Linked DNA regions of Mus musculus: all the other regions are linked to region 3. The links are chromatin contacts, called in public HiChIP or PLAC-seq and promoter capture Hi-C maps. All regions are on one chromosome and are shown on one strand. Each heading gives the region's core, a stretch centred on a gene start, on an enhancer-like site or on the middle of the called end of the contact. The rest is flanking DNA. Distances are from core to core; before and after follow the strand shown. Region 1 holds the start of Tmc2 (transmembrane channel-like gene family 2). Region 2 holds the start of Morrbid (myeloid RNA regulator of BCL2L11 induced cell death). Region 3 holds the start of Slc20a1 (solute carrier family 20, member 1).

What was found. Promoter capture Hi-C pulls out the DNA fragments that hold promoters and counts their contacts. HiChIP or PLAC-seq counts read pairs in DNA pulled down with a chosen protein or histone mark.
Region 1: a promoter capture Hi-C map of the HPC-7 cell line shows a contact between it and region 3, with 3 times the contacts expected there. The contact joins the promoter of Tmc2 here to the promoter of Slc20a1 in region 3. A contact is called at or near these places in 4 of 39 promoter capture datasets (the HPC-7 cell line, cranial neural crest, hippocampal neurons and 1 more), 1 of 484 Hi-C or Micro-C datasets (muscle stem cells) and 1 of 115 datasets of contacts at active chromatin or transcription factors (astrocytes).
Region 2: an H3K27ac HiChIP or PLAC-seq map of microglia shows a contact between it and region 3, with 4 times the contacts expected there. The contact joins the promoter of Morrbid here to the promoter of Slc20a1 in region 3. A contact is called at or near these places in 2 of 39 promoter capture datasets (hippocampal neurons and pre-B cells) and 1 of 115 datasets of contacts at active chromatin or transcription factors (microglia).

What each region holds. Positions count from the first base shown.
Region 1 is chr2:130,192,914-130,197,156 of GRCm38.p6, reverse strand. Tmc2 (transmembrane channel-like gene family 2) reads right to left here and starts at 1,963. Exons shown (of 20, transcript NM_138655.1): 1 at 1,763-1,963; 2 at 581-734. The coding sequence starts at 614.
Region 2 is chr2:128,427,960-128,432,177 of GRCm38.p6, reverse strand. Morrbid (myeloid RNA regulator of BCL2L11 induced cell death) reads left to right here and starts at 2,827. Exons shown (of 3, transcript NR_028589.1): 1 at 2,827-3,084. It overlaps Gm36154 (a long non-coding RNA gene), which reads left to right. Exons shown (of 3, transcript XR_374969.3): 3 at 360-1,381.
Region 3 is chr2:129,196,124-129,200,268 of GRCm38.p6, reverse strand. Slc20a1 (solute carrier family 20, member 1) reads right to left here and starts at 1,496. Exons shown (of 11, transcript NM_015747.2): 1 at 1,277-1,496; 2 at 205-820; 3 at 1-86. The coding sequence starts at 550.

The DNA.
Region 1 (4,243 bases), core at 714-3,213, 1.0 Mb before region 3:
GATGTCTTTCTCTCTCTACCATGCAACCAAGGACAGAAAGAAAGCAAATTGCCCTCTGAAAGTCTCCTGGCAGCAGCCCCATCTCACTATGGTAGCCTGCAGATGGGAACTTGGTGCCAGTTACTTTACTCAAGACGCTGTCAGTCCAACATTTCCCTGATCCCTTGGAAAAGTCATAAGTTCAGAACTCTCCCATCTCCCCACCCTCACCCCCACCCCCACCCCCACCCCCACCCTGCAACAGAAAGACAGCCACAGTAGGTGAGAATTGTTAAGGAGAGACAGCTGCCAACAGTGGCTTTCAGTATCATGCAGATAGGTGGCCAACTCTAGCAAGTTCACTAATGCATGGCTCTCTGCACAGGTGATTTTCAGTTCCTCTAGGAGCCCTGCAAAGAGGTGACAACCACCCTCATCCCATCGGTGGGTCGGGTCGGAAGAGGCTAGCTACCCTGCTCAAGTTGCAGGATCTGAACTCAAATGCAGGGCCTTCCCATGCCTCTTGAGACTGCCTCTCCGATACCCACTGTGCCCAGAGGCCTGTTGAGTAGCACCCATGAGGATGAAGATGAAGACTCACCTTCCTCGTCCAAGCTCTTTAACTGGGGGCTCATGGTTACCAGAGTTTCAAGGCCCTCACACTGGCTCACGTCTTCATATACTGCCCAGCCTGGGGTGACTTCCTGCTGTCATGGTCACTGGCCTCTTCCTGGAACCTGACGGCAACTAGGGGCCTCTGAGGTTGAAGGTAGAGGTAGGTTTTGTTGGGGAGAGAGATGGGGAGAAAGCAATGAGTTTGCAGCACGTCAATCTATCCAGACACTCCTCCGCTCGGGTTTCCCTGCCAAGGACAGTGTGGCCTCACATTTCAGACATCACTTATACATGAGGGCCCTAGAGGGGTAGGAACTGTGGACTCATCTCCTGATAATGATACCACAGGCATGCCAGCCAGGGAAGGTGTGAGCTATGTCGCAGGGCTCTTTCCCAGTGTCTTGAGTCCCTGATTGGACTCAAAGGTATAAGTTATCTGGGCTTTGGTTTAAAATGAAGATTTTTAAAGACAGGCAATGGAATCTTCTTTTTTTCCCTCTCCCTCTCTCTCCATCATGCAGCGTCACACCAATGGCCTTATGCTTGCTAGGCAAGCGCTCCTGGGTCTTGGAATCTACACTTTGGACCTGAGTCAACAAGGATGACTGTCCCTACTGAAGTCACCTGCTTCTTCATTCAGTAGCTTTCTCTAATGCTGCTTGCCTTTGTGGGAGGTTTGTTTGGATGCTTTGAGAACCACTGTTATCATGTAAAAGCAAGGCTGCAGGACCAGAATGGTACCAAGGTTCTTGTTGTTATCAGTTGATACTGCAGTTCAGAGCATTCCCCCTAGAGGGATTCCAAGTCCTTTTATCCCTTAAAAGGGAATCGATCAGACACAGAGTTGCAGCAAAAGATCCACTTCCAAGGAGGAATCTGTCTGGGACAGGGAGGTTCCGAAGTTCAACAATCCTGCAGAGAGTTTTTTTCCCCCCTGTTATCTTAGGAGCATTAATCCAGCAGCAAGGAGAGACATAGGCCTATAAAAGCCCCACTTAATTAATTTCAATTTGATGGGTACATGATGTCTATTTACCAAAAGAACAGCGTAGCTTCCCAACTAGGGCCTATAGCCTTTCCAACCATGGGATTTGACCAGATTTACAGTATCAGAGAGGAATCCCTTCATAGGATTGGCTTCAAATCCAATCAGAAAGTGGTTGCTTACCTCTGGAACAAACTTGGCCACTATTTTTTTTTTTTTTTTTGGTTTTTGGAGACAGGGTTTCTCTGTGTAGCCCTGGCTGTCCTGGAACTCACTTTGTAGACCAGGCTGGCCTTGAACTCAGAAATTCGCCTTCCTCTGCCTCCCGAGTGCTCGGATTAAAGGCGTGTGCCACCACGCCCGGCAAACTTGGCCACTCTTGCACTATATTATGCCTGAGTAGTCAGTTGTATTGATGCGTCATGATGGCTAGCTAATGGGGAGGACGCTCCCAGGCCAGTTTCAGTTTTATTTCTTTATATTCTGTGACCAAGATGTGTGCTGTCTTCAGCAATGCAGTCTTACTATCGCATTCTCGTAGGCAACTGTCGTGTCTGCTCTCAACCAGCAAGAACGACACGACCACCAGTTCTAACAGCAGTTTAGTCAGCAAGCTTCAATCTTCATCTCTCTCGCTTCATCTTTTTCTCCCTCGATCACCGGATCTCTCACTCTTATATACTCTCAGCCCCCAACCACTCACAGCAAGCCACGTCACCTCACCAGGCACGCAGCTTCAGCCAATCAGGGCGGTAGGGGCATGTCTCTACCAAATATGGACTTGTTTTTACCGCCAGCATCATGGTGCACCTGCGCAGCTCTCACGATGGTCATGGCTTATTTTCAGGTGTATGAGGAAGTCAGGTGCAAATCATAAGACTTAGCTGCAGTCCCTGGCGCCATCTTGGGACTGCTGCCACACCTGCTCCTCACATCTCTCCCTTTTTTTCTTTTTTGGCAGAGAGAATGTCTGTCTTAGATTGCCCCCTGCAGCAATGCCCCTTACCCGTCCTTGGGAGACAAACAGCATTGGTTTGATCCCTGTCTTAGGTTGGCGACACGCCCAGGGAGTCTTATCCGTCATTGACTACTTCTCTAGCATGCCAAGCCAGCCACACTTGAGGACATTGTCCTGTCTGCATGCGGCAGGTGCACCAGAAGGCCAGGACGCTGATTAATCTATGGCCTGATTTTGATTGCTGCAAGCAAGCCTCTTGGGTGAAGGTAGAGATCTGATCCCCAGTGTGCAAGCATAGGGGCCCTACACAAAACCATCCCTTGGGCTCATCACCCAGAGAGGTCTTGGCCAGCTCCGTGTTGTTTTTCCTGGGGAAAGGGAACTAGGACACTGAATCTTCATGCAATCAGACGTGCCTTCCACAGGATGCCAACAGCTAGCTATCCTCTGTGCAGTGCTTAGCCTTGCAACCCACGGCATAATGCAGCATTATTTCTTTAGAGCGGCAAGCCAAATCTGAGGATATTGTCCCGCCTCCACTGCGGCAAAGGCCTGCGCCACCATGGCAGAAGTGCGGGCCTGCACACGCTGCACCCGACACATACACCAAACACACAACACACACACTATTACAAGCATACATCCCAGGGCTCCCATCAGTCCTGAGGCAAGGGATCAGTGCAACTACCATTCACCCCACATAACAACCATACATATAAGGGGGCACTGCCCAAGGTGGAAGGGAATCAGGAACACTCCTACAAAAAGGAAGGGGGGAGGCCCATCTAAGTTGGGAGGGTATAGTGCCATTGCCCTTGGATATACTGGCAGGCCACACCCCTCGAATCCAGGTAGCATTAGCTTTAGTAGATACAGCTGAACACAATCACTCATCTGTGAAATATTTTGAATCATCTGAAAACACAACAATCCCTTTAGCTGAAGCAGCATAGAAAAAAGGCAATTGTAGCGAAGCATTAGATGTAAAGAATTGAAGAAACACTTGAATGCGTCAATGGCATGGTTTCGGGAACACAGAGCTCTTCAGTTCTCACTAGCGGGAGGATTCCCAGCCACAGGAACATCCACATCCTCATAGCTCTGCTTGTTTTGAATCGCTCTGGTCAGCTGTTCTGGGACCCACAGCGGTTGTCGATGATCTCGATGATCCCGAGGAAACACAAACAGACCCTATCTCCCAAACCAAACAATTGATTCACACATCTTTTTCCTTTCCCCCTCCCCCCTCCCCCCTCCCCCCCCCCTTATCCCCTTCCTGGAGGCAGGAAATGAAGAAGAGGGCATAGAGGACTACCACGTACTAGCTTGCTCAGCCATCTTTCTTATGCCACCCAGGGCCACCTACCTAGGTGGCACCACGCTCAGTGAGTTGCACCCACACACATTGACCGTGAACCAAGAAAATGCTCTGCAGACTTGCCTACAGGCAATCTGTTGGTGGTGGTGGGGTTGTTTTGTTTTGCTTTTCTCTTCAATTGCAATTCCTGTTCCCAGAGAACTCAAGCTTCTGTGACATGTTGTCATGGAACCAACCAGGACAGGACAATACTTGCTGAGCCATCTATATAGCTCTCGGTTCCTGCTTTCAATCTAATTTGCTAGTCCGTGTGTTTGTTTGGAAAACTAAGACCATTAAGATTTACTATTGAAAAACATGTAGTAATTCCTGCATTTTAAAAAGATTT
Region 2 (4,218 bases), core at 1,578-4,077, 770 kb after region 3:
CACGTATCCATTTCCTTGATGCTGCGTTGGAGGGTGCTGCTTGTAGGTGTGGCTCCCTCTCTTTTGGCTGAGCTCACCCTGATCCCAGCTACTTACCGCCAAGCTGTGTCTAGGGTCACAGAGGCTGCCAGGTCAGGTACCTGGTCACCATGGCCTCCTGAGCCTTGGCCAACATGCCCCACCCTGTTTCTGTCTGACGGGAACTCCTTGGAGTCCTGGCCAGTCAGCCTCTTCTGCCTTCTTGAAACCTCCAGCCCTTGGCTGTGAGCCCTGGCTTTCTTGGTTCTCCTCCAGGCTCACTGGCCAAGGGTCCAAACCGCCTTGCTCATCTTTCATCTCTATGTGTCTCTCCCCTCCAGGCCGGGCCTTTAGATCACCACCTCTGAAATCTTCAACACAAACCTACTCCTGGCATTTAAAGTCTACCAACATCTTTATAAGCATCTCCACGTGACATCTGATAGGCAAAGCCAAACAGCAGCGGAAACGGAGCCGGTGTTCTTGATGTCTTCCTCACTTGGACTGTCTCCTCCCTCAACTCCCTCAACCTTCCTCCTCTTAGCAGGTGGCACCACTCTGCTCCTCAACCCTAAAGTCCAAGAGTTCTGTTGGAGTAATCTGTACCTACCACTGGGCTACCCAACCCATCCCACACCTCTGACTGCACACATTGCTTGGATTCCATCACCCTCATCAGACCCAAAGTGGAGGTGACCAGACTCCCATGTGCTCTGCTTTTAGCAAGTGTTATCCTTGGAAAATTCCAATCAGACCCCTCCACTCTCATATAATCCAGCCTGTCTCATGCTATCTTATTCCAGCAGGCACAGCAGCCCAGCCCCTTCCTTGCCTCCTTCCCCAGCCCCAGGCCTGTCTCAGCAGCCCACTCATCTCAATGGCTTTGACTTTATTAGCAATTTTTCACACTGACCACATCATGATCTCGAGTTCGTCCTGTGTGCTTATTTTCTGTCCTATCCCTTGAGAATACAAGCTTCCTGAGCACAGGGGACCTTCCCTCCCGACCCCACCCCCTGCTGTTTCCCAAGGCTCAGCATCAGAGCCTGGCATCTGGACCACATTTGTTGAGTCTGTGAATGACTGAACTCCACACTTCCTGTCCTTTGCTCTCAGTACGCTGCCATTGTCTTCACTACTGTCCGCATTGTTAAATAACCGTTTGTGGTCGTGCATTTTATTCATAGGCTCTGAATTTTAACAAGAGGTTACCTCTTTAGTGTGCAAGTCGTCTCTTTGAGCCTAGACTTTTGGTTGTGGCCCGTGACTCAAATACTATACTGGTAGGAAAACTTTCAACAGCAAACCACACACATTGTCAGAGGCCAGCTTTGACCTGCTCAGTGGTATAAGAGAACAGAGACACTCACCACAGTTACAGACCCTGGAGTTAGCTTTTCATTTTCATACAGAGGAAGGAACTACCATTGTCTGGATTTTGCAAATGGGCCAAGTATATCGGTCTTTTAATGATAACCAGTTATGGTTTGTATTGAAAAGCCCTCCCCTCATATATTTTGCTGTTCTCGGAAGTCTGGGCAGACTGTGCTAGATAGCCTGCTCAAACAACACGATGTCCTGGAGGAGCTGGACTGGTGTTTGGAGGCTTTAGAGGACAATGTACTTGCAAGCTGTTGCCAAGGCCAAATCCTCCGTCTCCTTAGGACTGAACATTCTCAACCTTCCTAGCCCTGCTACTCCTTTAATAAGCTCCTCATGTTGTGGGGAGCCCCAACTGGAGATTATTTCCATTGCTACTTCATAACTGGAGTTTTGCTACTGTTATGAATTATAATATAAATATCTGTGATTTCCAATGGTCTTGGTTGTCCCCTGGGAAAGGGTCATTTGACCCTCAGAGGGGTCTTGACCTATGAATGGATGAGTTTCTTCCCTTGCCCCTGTACCCCCAAATTCTCTCTCCTCCCTGCCTATACTGTTAGCTTTTCCCTAACCTGTTTAAGAGACTCTCTGGCACACATATCTGCTCTTACGTATGCTGTGTTAAGATTCTCTGATATACTGAAATGTACGTTTCAAAAGTGAAACCTCTGCTTTTTTTTTTTTTTTTTTTTTTTTTTTTTGGACAGTGCTGACTTTTGGGGGCAGGGAGGGGTGGGCAAAGATATCAACAATCACAGCAACCCTACCTGGCCTCACCAGAGGCTGCTCAGTGGTACATGGGTTCCGCTTTCTCTGGAGTACTTCTCATAGTTCAAAAAAGCTTGAAGCTGCGGAAGACAGCCCCGCCCTCTGCATCATTCAAAAGAAAACTCAGACATAGAGGCGGGCTCTTGGTTCTTGCATGGAAACGTTCAGGATTCTTTCAAAGTTAGAGAACCATAACTTTGTTTTTTACTCCTTGGTTCTTTTATTCATGTGATTTAGCCTAGCAAGACTAAGTCACACATGCTAACAGCCAGCTCAGAATAGATATAATGATTTTAGATCAAAACTCTGTGCAGAAAAAAAAAAATCATGGACTGAAATAGGGGATATCAGGGCCAAGCAAACTCAGATGCCTTAAGGAAATAGCAAAAATGGGTTCTTCCCTCTTCTGTGGACGGCCAGCGTGTTACAGCACCCGTGTGCATGTGAGATCTCTGCCTTTTATTTTCAGTTACCCCCAAGTCTCCTAACCAAAGCGTCTCCTCCCTGATGAGGGTGATCACTGGCTACAAGCCTGGGGCTTCCACACCCAAGGTCTGGGAAGCTGCTCTTTCCGGAAGGGTGGTAGAGACCCTGGGAACCAGACCAGGCGGGCTCACAAAGTATGAAGAGAATGTCGGGAGAGGAAGTGGTGGCTCTGAGTCAGCACGAGTCATCTGGTTCCAGTGACAATGAAGACTGAGGTGTCTGCTTTGCAGTTTTTTTTTTTCTTTTCTTGTCTTTTTTTTTTTTTTTCCTAATCATGTGGACATCTCTGAGAATGAGGGGACTGGGTGACTTTGCAGTGTCTGCTTTCTAAGTTTCAAAGTGACTTTCCAGGCAAGCTGCGCATATCTTGGGATCTTCACAGCACAGTGGCTGGGAAGGCAGGCGGACCCGTCTATCAGCTTCTCCCTGGTGAGTACTCTCAGTCAAAGATGTTTTCCGTGCACCTCTGAGCTGTGACAGCTGCTGTGTTCTGGGGTAGACACTGCTTCTCCCAGACTTTGAAGGTTTTGTGAGGTCAGAAAAGTGGCTCCCTCTGCCTCCAGCCCACCTGTTGTGTCTGTTGCGGGACTCTTGGAGGAAGTTTCTGAGCTGTGCCTTGTGGATGGTGGCTGTGTGTTATGCTGTCTCAGAGGAGAGCGTGAGGCTTGCCTGGGAAGGAAGCCACCACGGATTCCTAGCTAGAAGCTAAAGTGAAGGTCAGAGACGGAGGTGGGTGAGTTTGTGTTAACTGGGCACTGAGGTTGAACTAGTTTCCGCTCCTAAGAAGCAGAAGGAAGAGCCAACCCCGGGGGCAGCTTCTGGTCTCTGACTCAGGCAGCCAGGCCTGAGCTGTCCAGCTTCAGGGCAAGAAGTATGGCAGCGAGGCAGAATTTTGTCTTTTCTCTGAACACGCTACATCCCGTGCTTCCCTTTAACGCTCCAGGTGGAAAATGTGTTCAAAAGCAGAAAGAAAAGCCACAGGCTAGGGACCAGGAAGGGCATGGTGGAAGATGGGGGAAGGGAGTGGGCTGAGTTACTGCTATTCTTACAAACATCTTTACTGTCAAATAAACAGTTACAGTAACTGCTGTGCCACTTTTAAAGCAAATCTAAAAAGCGGTCATTTGCTTAAAAAGCTGCATAGCAGGCTGCAGGGAAGACAGGAGCCTGTTCTGAGCAACTCACTGGGGCGTGTGGGGCTTCCCGGGTTAAGAATGAGTCAGCAACCTAACTGAATGAGCCCTGAGAGCAGCTCCATTCACTCTGAGCGTAACAGGAGTTTGCCGGCTCGGGTCTTTGCATGATATCAGCATTGCCTGGCCCTCTGTGAAGAGGATAGTCACACACGTTCAGCTTTCTCCTGGAATGTACCTGAGAGGTCTCTTGGCTGTCTCCTTGTCAGGAATACTGTGTTCGGCTTCTTCAGCATGCCTGGGCTGATGACAATCATTTTGGGTCCTGCCCCTGACCGAGCACAGAGTTTGTTAAACGAACTCTGGGGTGCAGGAAGGACCAGGGTAGTCTAGAGCCGCAGTCGCACCCCACCCTTTGAAATAGTTCACA
Region 3 (4,145 bases), core at 247-2,746:
GAAACCAATGGTTGCACCGACAATACAATGGGTCCCAGAAATCGGAAGCTTCAAAAACGAAGCCACGAGCTGCCACACAGCAGAACCTGAAACAGAATTAATCAGATTTTGTCAGGTAGATGGCAAAACTGTTACATAAGCAGTGCGTCCTTGCGGAGAGAAGGTTCAAGACTGGAGCGAACATAAGGTATAACTACAACTTACCAAACATAGCACTGACGGAGCCAGCCATGAGCAGATCTTGAGTTTCGTTGTACAGCTCCACATCTATCAAGCCGTTCCGGATGGTTTCGCTCACTTTGGCCCCCAGCAAGGCGGAGCCCACAGTTTCGAAGATGCTAGCTAAGATGCAGGCTTGCTTCAGGGTCACTACACCTGAGCCTACAGCTGTACCGAACGAATTTGCTACATCATTGGCTCCCACGGAGAATGCCAAGACAAATGCAATGATGAAGCCCAGGATGAGCATCCATAGATTGTCATACTTCGGTGGAGCGGAAGCAGTAACAGCAGCTAGGGTACTAGTAATCGTTGCCACAGTAGATTCCATTCTCTAGTGTAGTGGTTCTTTAAATAATAAGAGAATTACTAAGCGGCTTTTGAGATGTGTAAACGGAATGAGGTATCAAAATGCTATAATAAATAGTATATATTATATAAAATTAAATACTGTAAACTACGGCACGGAAACCGAGCTGGGGAGTTACTGCTATACGCTGCTGCGTCTGGGCGTCTGTTGTCTGGGGTTTCTTTGGCTCTGGAGGGCTAAAAGCACGGAGCAGAATTCCATGGCGGATTAGAGAAAGGACGCAAGTTCATCCTGGGGGGACGAAGTGGAAGAAAATAACAATAGCGGCGCATCTCTGGGAAGAGGGCAGCCTGGGACTCCGCATAGTCCCCCCCCCCCCCGCCCGTCACTTATGTCTTCAGTCCCCCAAACGCTGTGCAAGGTGGGGCACAGGGCGATCTCTGTGCTCCCCCACCCCCCACCCCGTCCCGCCCCGCCCCGCCCCACGAGTTCTGTTCAGTCTCCGGCCGCTTGCCCGCGCGCGCCCTCCGTGGATGATCGGAAAAAAGACCATTCCCGCGCGCGCCTGCCGAGGACCGCCGAAAAGGCCCGCGGAAGGGCGCGGCGTGCGTGGGGAGGCGGGAGGAGGACAGCAGCGTAGCGGGGTCCTGCAGCCTGCATCCCACCCCCGCCAGCCAGCTCCCCACACCCGAGCCCACTCCAGAGAAGAAAGGACCTTTGCACCACCGGTGCCGCGCCGCCACTCACCAAAGGAAACTGAGGGCCGAACAGAGAGACCAGAAGAACGAGACTGAGGCAGGCTCGAGCCACGGTCGCACAACCCAGGACGGCAACACCGGGCACAGCACGGAGGGACTCTCTACCCACTCGTGAAGCAGCCGCGGGCGCCTCAGCAGGCGAGAGGTGAAAACACGCAACGCGCGCCGGCGGCCATCATATAGAGAGCATGCCGCCGGCTCCTATTTATAGCCGGTTCTGCGCCCCACGTGACCTGCCGAGCCTCGCGCCCGCCCGAGGTCCCGCCTCCGATGTGACGCAACCACAGGCTGGTCGGGCGCGCCTAGCCGGGTGAGCTGGGCAGCGGCGCTGATTGGCCTGGACGTCCCCGGGGCCCCGCCCCCAACGAGGAGCTGGTCCACGTGGGACTGGCTGGCCGCCTCCCTGCAGCCTCGCCCGGGTTATCCTGTCTGCGCTGGCCACGCCGGGTGGCTGCGGGCGGGGACTGTGGGGGAGTCTCGCCCAGACACGCGGGGACTGAGGCCGCCACCAAGGTCGTTCCGAGTTTCTCCCACGCGGGCCCGGGTCAGCTCGGTGGCGACGCGGAAGAGCGGGTGTGCTGAGACTTGCCCTTGGCCGGACCCGATCTGTACCTCGCCCGGAGAGGGTGGAGGGATCTCACGTGGCCACCTCGCTCCCGCAGTCACGCACTTGTGTGAAAACGGAAAGATTCGGGAGTCACGAGGATAGGCTTGCGTTCCCAGCTGTGGCACTGCGCTGAGGGAGAGCCATGGGTCATTAGTTTCCCGGCGCCGGACCTCCGTTTTAGGAGCCCCGGCTATGGCGCAGCGGGGAGGATGTTACTTTGGATTCGAATTCTTAACTCATATTTGCTGCAGTGTGTCACCTTGAACAAACCCTAGGTCTCCTCAAGCCGAGTGCTCTGGAACGAGAAATAATAGCAGAGTGAGAGAGACTGGAGGACGGGTTGGAATTGTGTGTAAAGCACAACAAAGATGCATTTCCTGTCAGCTCATCGGGGCTAGTGGCGACAGGCAGTACTAATTCAGGTATTCTGGTTACAAGTTCTTACCCAGTAAGGAGAATCATATTAGCTAAGATATAAGCATGTGACTGGAACTCAATAGATGTTCAGGAAATGAACCTTCATTTCCTCGTTACTTTTTTTTTTGAATGTGCCTGTTTTAGAATATAGGAAAAGGTTACAGAGGATGTCCTCATCCTGAAAGTTTTCCCATCCCCTTTTGAAATAAAGATTGCTTCCTGGTCCCCTACATGGTATAAGGTTGTAGTTCTGACAATGGATTAGTTCGTTTTATTGCCTAAGCTCAGAACTAACTAGTCACCACTCCTTGGGAGATTTAAGTTATGTGGGTTATAAAGAAACTTAAGAATTCCAGCCAGAAATACCCGGTTTAGAACGCTCTAAAACGCTCTCTGCTCTCCAAAGGTAGGGCAACGAATAGCAGAAACAAACATGTTGTAAATTATAACTTCACAGGAGTGTCCTGTGACCTATAATTTGGTAGACTCAGAATCTCGTATAGGTTATACAGGTCTATTGACCTCAAGGTCATGGCTGGAAAACAACCTTCATGTTCCAGGACACTGACCCCAGTGTGTAATTCTGGCATCTTCAAATGCAACACTCTTTGCCCTTACTTCTTTCCAAGGTCATAAAACATTGAATAAAAGGACTGGTTTGTTAAAAGGTTGTTAGTGTCCTGCCAATTAAAACAATTTTTGAAGTAATTATTTGTGAGGAAATTGCTCATGACTTTGCCCACTGTTTGGATGTGCTTTGCTTCAGTCTGTTGATGACCATGCTTTTGCCTCTTGAAATTGAGACAACCAAGGTGAGCAGCCATGGTGAATAAGGCCCATCCAGGTACAAGAGCAGAATCCAGAGCCAGGTTTGCCAGATGTGAAGGCATCACTGTGGTTCAGGGAGAGTATAGTATTTTGAGACTTGGCTTTATGCTACTTTAGTATCCATGTATTTTCAGGCAGAGACAGATTTCTCTGTCTCTAGAGAGTCCTTACTGTCTTGAAATCAAGGAGGGGGGATGTGATGGTTGGTCAGATGGTTTTAGATTGTCTTGTTTTTTGTTTGTCTTTTGTTTTTGTTTTTGTTTTTTGAGATAGGGTGTCACTGTGTAGCTGTCTGGTTGTCCGGGAACTTACTGTGTAAATCAGGCTAGCCTCGAAATCACAGAGATCCCCCTGCCTCTGCCTCCCAAGTGCTGGGATTAAATTCATGCACTTCTATACTTGGTTACCAGTTTTAATATTCAACTTGACCCACTCTAGAATCACCTAGGAAGAGAGTCTTGGTGAAGGCTTGTCTAGATAGGTCGGCCTGTGAGCAGGTCTGTAGTGGACTGTCTCAGTGTGGAACGCTGAAGTCTGAAAGTATGTGGCACCTTTTCCTGGTATCATAGTTAGGGTTTCTTTGCTATGGTGAAACACCATGACCAAAAAGGAAGCTGGGGAGGAAAGGCCTTATTTGGCTTATACTTCCATGTTGTTTTTCATCATTTAAGGAAGTCAGGAGAGGAACTCAAACAAGGACAGGAACCTGGAAGCAGGAGCTGATGCAGAGGTCATGGAGGTCTGCTGTTTACTGGCTTACTCAGCCAGTTGTCTTATAGAACCCAGACCACCAGCCCAGTGATGTCTCCACACACAATGGGCTGGGCCCTCCCCCATCAATCCCTAATTAAGAAAATTCTTTTTGGCCTACAGAGATGGCTCAGCGGTTAAGAGCACTGACTGCTCTTCCAGAGGTGCTGAGTTCAATTCCCAGCAAACACATAGTGGCTCACAACCATCTGTAATGGGACCCGATGCCCTCTTCTGGTGTGTCTGAAGACAGCGA